2 separate regions of the Drosophila melanogaster genome follow, and region 2 is linked to region 1. Evidence: chromatin contacts called from public HiChIP or PLAC-seq data. All regions are on one chromosome and are shown on one strand. Each heading gives the region's core, a stretch centred on a gene start, on an enhancer-like site or on the middle of the called end of the contact. The rest is flanking DNA. Distances are from core to core; before and after follow the strand shown. Region 1 holds the start of ex (expanded). Region 2 holds the start of cbt (cabut).

Evidence for each region. HiChIP or PLAC-seq counts read pairs in DNA pulled down with a chosen protein or histone mark.
Region 2: a Psq HiChIP or PLAC-seq map of the Kc167 cell line shows a contact between it and region 1, with 2.3 times the contacts expected there. The contact joins the promoter of cbt here to the promoter of ex in region 1. A contact is called at or near these places in 20 of 107 Hi-C or Micro-C datasets (the Clone 8 cell line, the D17-c3 cell line, the Kc167 cell line and 9 more) and 4 of 6 datasets of contacts at active chromatin or transcription factors (the Kc167 cell line and the S2 cell line).

The regions. Positions count from the first base shown.
Region 1 is chr2L:429,630-432,699 of dm6, forward strand. ex (expanded) reads left to right here and starts at 1,598. Exons shown (of 6, transcript NM_057492.4): 1 at 1,598-2,488.
Region 2 is chr2L:478,260-481,534 of dm6, forward strand. cbt (cabut) reads right to left here and starts at 1,429. Exons shown (of 2, transcript NM_164384.2): 1 at 1,148-1,429. The coding sequence starts at 1,216. The region is part of intron 1 of ush (u-shaped); the gene reads left to right.

The sequences.
Region 1 (3,070 bases), core at 348-2,847:
AGAACGTAGTTCCCAAAAGGCTGCTTACAGCAACAACAACAACCGGTCTTAGAGAACCAGCGACCAAGCGATCGACCAAAGACGAAAGAATAACGAACAGCCACAAAACAAAAAAAAAAAACAAGAATGAAAAGCTTGGGCTTCAAGTCGAAGATGGAAGTACTCTAGATCTCTTGTAGTCAGACTGATCCGGTGGGTAACAAACTACCTTTACTCAAATTCCCTTACACCATAGGCTTGTCAATAGAGAAATTTTCAAAATTTGTCCCAGGAGTGGCATGTACTTTTTTTGAAACCTACAAACCTTTTTTAATTCTTCCCGTTGTATCCCAAACAGGGTATAGCAGACACCACAACGCAAAGTACACTCAAAGAAATCAAAGGCTGTGCGAGTTGTTCCCATCGAAACCCCGCCTCACCGGAATGTCTCGCCCAATTTCTACCCCTGCCCCACCACTTCCCTGACTTCAGTCAACAAGTTATGTCCATGGCAAGACGACCCGACCCCGACCCCTTGACTCTCCAATTCTGAGTCTTCGACTTTTGGCCGGGTCTTCAGGGGCGTAGCGAGGGTTTGGCACCGGGGCACAACTTCGATCATCATTATATAGTCTTTTGGTTGTGTTTAGTTACGATTTTTATATCATTTAGACTTTTTTCCATATAATCTAAATTTTGTTTTCTGTGGATTTTTCTAAGTAGCCCCTTGGACGAACTGGTTAAAACCTTACTTGGCTTACACTGATCCCCGCCCTTTCGTGGGGCGTGTGTATGCCGCATATTTGAAGCAAATGATGGTTGAAGAGGTGGAGGAGGGGAAATGAAAAGGAGGAAATCTAAAGAAGAGAAAAAGAGGGAAGAGGGAGCAAAAAGAATCCAGCAAATCAAGCTCACATTATGCTGAGGAATGCGCCCAAGTGACGATATCGTAGCAGCAGAGGACGCCGATAGAGGCAGAGTCTTCAGACCCTCAAGTTCCGATTCCGATTCTCCCTCGTCCAGTGCATCTGTATCTGGAGTTTTGCCCAGAGAGTTTATTTATAAGATAGTCGCATCGATGGCTAGCGCAGGGATACTGAAAGCTAGATTTGAATCCAATAGGCTTCCGCCATAGTTTGGCAAAAAGTGAATGCCAAAAGATAGAACTCATAATGTAATTGTAATATACAATGTAAACTACAAGATAGCATGTGATAAAAAGCAGAATTAGAAAGAAAGGTACCTTTGTTAAAATTCTCATATGCATTTTACTTAAATCTGCTATCCTAACAGGGTATCCTTTAAGCCCTTGAGAATCGGAATCGTCGTCTCGCGAGATAAGCCATTGGAATTCCACTACTCACACGGACGCACACACTATGTAGTTGGCTACTGGGATTCTCCTTTGAAGTTTGTTTTTCTTTTATTGCTTATTGCTATTTACATTTTCGTAGCCGTTGTTGTTGTTGCCATCGGGTTTGTGTATCGCTGTGTGCGCTTCTTTCGAATTCGAATTCTCTCTTGGGCTCTCTTTTCGTTAAACGCGGCTTCGTTAAGTTTTAACGAAATCTCGACTCGATCTTCGTTGTGTTCGGTTTCGCTGAGCAGGGGCAAAATCAGTATATCGCTAAACGTCAACGGTAACCGAACAGATCGTCGGGACAGCAAAGCATGTGCTTTCCACTGGGAAATATAAATTCGGTTTAATGAATTTATTCGAGACCTAACATTCGGAAAAGTTGTTCTTCAGATCTTAAATGCACACCGCACGCACACCAGATCGCCCAGACACACACAGAGCTACACAGATTCAGTTGCTTAAAGTGAAGTTCGGTTTTCACTGAAACAAAAACAGCGCGCTTCGTTTTCGCACTCGCCTCAATTACAAAAGTGATTTTTGTTGGTGTTGGTGCAACTAGTTCTGATTTTGGGAAAACGCGCCTTAAAACCACGAAAATATCTACGACTAGTAGTGTAAAAAAGCTGAAGTCAACTCCGAAAAGTTGGTGCTGGTCAAAAAGAAAAAATTCAGCCGCAACAACAACTGCCCACTGGAAACTACAACTACAACAAATAAAGCAGTCAGCAACAGCAAAAACAACAACCCAGCAAACGGCATTCTTTCGCGCAACAACAACGACTCCACGCACACAGATACTCTCAGTTGCGCTCGCCCGCGTGTGCAATTGTTCTGGTGTTAGTGAGTTTTGATTAAAGTATGTGCGACGCTGGAATGCGACCCGATCGCTGTTGACTGCGCAGTCGCAGCGCGCGTCGTGGAAGTGGAAGAGGTCAGAAAGTAACAACAACGAAACGAAAATTTTACTGTTAGGCACTTATCGATAGCCAAATCAATAGATCGGTTTTAAGAGTGCACGAAGAGTGAGCTTTAGTTAAACAAAACTACCAAACCAAAATTAAAAAGCCAGTTATTGTGGATTACGCGAAACCGAAACAGAAGCAGATACAGATACAGCATTAACAATGCCGACTTCTGCAGCGGCTTAAGGTAAGAAAAGGACAGATACACGTGCAGATATAGAGTGGTGTACCCATATGGGGCCATTTCCCCGGAATTTTAATGACTCCCTGAAAACGGCAAACAAAACAAATGCCAGCAAATTTCTTATCTGTCAACCATAAAATCGCCAACGTCCAACGATTGTTTAACATTTCGTTGTTGTCGCCAGCTTTTTTCTTTAAATTTTTTTTTTTGCGTCCCGCTAAGAGTCAAAAATTCAGCGAATTGTGCAATTAACCCATTTCGGGCCATGGAATATCAAATGTCAGTCAAACTTGACACTCTACGGAGGGTATATTGAAATGGGGAAGCTGTTTAGAGTACTATTGTGTCAAATATATATGTACATTCACATGTGCATACATATGTAGTTATATAGTAGGCCTGACCGACTTTTTAAATACCGGTCACATTTAATTAATTTTTTTTGACATTTTCTATGCGGCCCTAAAGTATCTTTGCACAGGGTTTCACTTATCTCGGGATCCAATTTCCAAGTGAGCTAGTCAATTTGATAGGTTCTATGGCTAATAGGCGACTTAAACGGTTGTCAGAACGATCGACGGCGAT
Region 2 (3,275 bases), core at 179-2,678, 48 kb after region 1:
TTTATGTTCTGAGGAGTGCATTCACATTCACAGTCCCATTCACTTTTCGCTGACCAGCATTGACCCACAATAACTTTTCCTCGCAATTCGCTAATTACGCCGGCGGCTGACAAGGCCGTTCACCGTTAACCTTCACACACCCTGCAATACCCCGCCCAACCCCAGGTTCAATGCTCCTTCGAAAGGCCAAGGGAACTTTGTTTTTGGCGGTTTTTGAACTCTTTTAAAGGCCGTTTGGGGTGACAGAATATTACTCATTAACTGTTGCTGCCAGCTGTGCTTTAAATTATAGACGTATGTAAATGTTAAAGGTGAATACTGTATTGATGACCACATAAAAGTCTTTAAATTGATGTGCTCCTGACAGAAACAAAAAATGTCTTAAAATTTTAAAAACTGTTCTTAATATGGACTTTTCAAATTTCACTACTTAATTTTTAAGGATGAAAACATGAGCAACTGTTGCGTTTTCGGCGCATATTCTAGAACCATTTAAAAATTGCGCCTAAAAGCATGCAAGGAAAATGCAGCCACACCACCAGTATTATTATGACGTGCCTCAGGTGGGTGATTTCATGGGGAAGGCGAATGCGAGGGGTGTATTATGACTCGTGCGAAGACGTCGAAATCTTTTTATGGGCTCGGCACGTTGCGCTCTAATGTGCGACAGTGTTTGTTTGTTTCTTTCTTGGCCAGATAAAAAACGAGCCAGAAATGTGACATGGTTTTATGGGTTGGGGCTTGGCCTGTTTGCCTAGCTTTTGGCTAGGCCCTCTCTTTCCTCTCACACTCCACCGCTCGCCTACAGTTGCCAATTGGCAACTCACCTTCTCTCTTTTGCTTTTCTGTTGTTTTTTCCTAGTGGTGCCAAGTCCAATGTTCAGCTGCGGCCTCTCGCTCGCACTCACACATCACTCGCTGTGCATGCGGTGTTCACGTGAAAGCGTGTTGGCTGCGTGATCGCATGGCTGTGTGCGAGTGCGAGCGGGACGAGGCACTTTGTTTTTAGAAACGCGGCAAGTGGGAGCGAGAGCGAGCTAAGTACGATTCCGTTTGATTTTCCGCTGCCTTGAATGCACTATCCCCACTCAATAAGCACTAATTACACTAGCGTACACTGTATATATCCACTTTGTAGGTCACTTACGATTTCCAACTTGTTTTCCCTTAGTGGGGGCGTTGCGGGTGGTGAAGGTAGCAAGGTATCCATGTCCATTGCACTTTCAAATTTCAGTTGCACTCTCTTTTTTTTATTGAAGAGTCTGTGTTTGTTTGTTTGTTTTGTTCCGGGGCTAATCACTTGGTTTAATCTCAGTTTGTGTAGATTTTTGCACTTCAGCTAACTTTGCACTGGCGCTTTCAAGTGCCGCTTGCCGTTTTGGAGCGAAGGCGAACCGTTGCGTTCGGAATTCAAGAGACGAATGAAAAAGGCAAAGCCATTCAGCTCCCAGCAGAGCTGCCGCCGCCGACGCCGCTGCCGGCAGAGGCTGTGCAAGTGTGAGTGAGTGGAGCCGCCGACGACGTAATCACTTGGAAACGGGCAAGTGTGTGTGAGCGGGCCATCGTCATCGGCAGTGGAGCAACCAGTGCAATGTAACCCGGACGAACATCAGCCAGCAACGTGGGCAGCACCTCCTCGGCTCCTCTCTCTCGGGCGCAAAAAAGAAAAAGGTCAGGTCTCCTGCTCACTCACCTCTCAGCAACCCACGTGCACCGGACAAAATAGCCCGTAAAGAATGACATCTCTGTTAACTCAATTTTAGACTGTAATGTTGGTTGGCAATAAGTTAAAAGAGATTCAGGTGAACCCAAATCGTTTTTAGTAAACTCTCTAAAAGTGTATGGCTATTTTAAATGTTGCCATCTTTTCCGAGAAGACCCAAAAAATCACCGAAGCGATTTCTTTCTGTGCAGGACACAGACACACAGCCAGTAGGAGAGAGGCCCGCAGAGCACGTAATCAACGCATGGACGTCATCAGCTGTTCACTGCGGGGTCTTGTGTTTGGTGCTATAGAGAACGGGTCAGTAGAGGAGGAGCTGGGGAGGGTGTGGGGCTCCATCGGCTGTCTATTCATGGGCTGTGCATGCCCCAGCCGCGTGCACAGCGCACACCAACCGACACACTCACAGACACACCCCAAAGCCGTGTCTGAGTAGCTGACGTAGTTGTTGCCACGGAAGTCTGTGAATAATCGGCTGAAAAAATACTTTAAAACTGGCTCGAAACCTGGCAGACGCCCCTCAAGCTGAAATCTAAGACCTGGCCGCATATATTTGCATTAACTTTGGAAGTCTGACTTTAAGCAGACACGGATTTCATTAATAAACGAAAGGCATAGTGCGAAAGCAGGAGAGTATGGGAGCTCAACAGTTGACGGGGAGCATTGCCAGGCCCAAGAAACTGGGAGATAACAAAGATGAGTCACGAAAAGCAGGCATTTCAAAATCCTCTTATTCACCACCAGTGAATGCATGTAACTCAATTAAGTCGTCAATTGATTACATTTATTTTGTTTGAAAACCCTCCTAGGACACGGGTAAATTCTACCTGGCAATGCTCGCGTTTCGCCTGTAACAGTTTTCAAAGCAAAAAGGGGCTCGTACACAGAGCACACACACCAAAGAGCGAGCGGCAGAAACAGCTGTGGTTATTGGCGCTCTCTTGCGCAACAACAACGAATAACTAGCACGCCATACCCCACACCAGACTTGTGGGGCGACTGTTCAGGCCGTGTAGGGTATTCAGGGGTAGCATGGGAGCAGCTAGATTAGATGCAGATCTCTGAAAAGTTTAAGTTTTATTTTTCTTCACATTCCCTAAAAAGAAATTTTATATTTGTCGTTACTAAATTAATGTCATTCCATCCGTCTCCTACTGCTTTATCGCCGCTTTTAGAGGGTATGCCCAAGTGGACCCCTCGAAAATAACCTTCTTGACGGCTGAACAGCTCGCCTGCGTGTTTTATGGTGTGCGTGAGTGTCTGTGTGGGTCCGTCTGGTATCACGCGTTGACCTCATGATGTTCACGTGAACATTTGTTGATACTTTGCCTGAGCGGACGAGTGAGTGAGTGCGAGTGAGACGAGGCGAAAATGCCAGCAGTCTGTGGCGTGCCTATCTGTGCGCTTGTGTGCGTGTGGGGGTTTGCAGTACTTGCGTTTTTGTTTTTGTCTTTGCTTCGTGTTTGTGATTGGAATCGGAATTCGTGTGTAAATTTTGCGCGGAACTTGAAGCGATGGCCTCCACTCTCTCGCGAATGTGGGCGTGTAAATG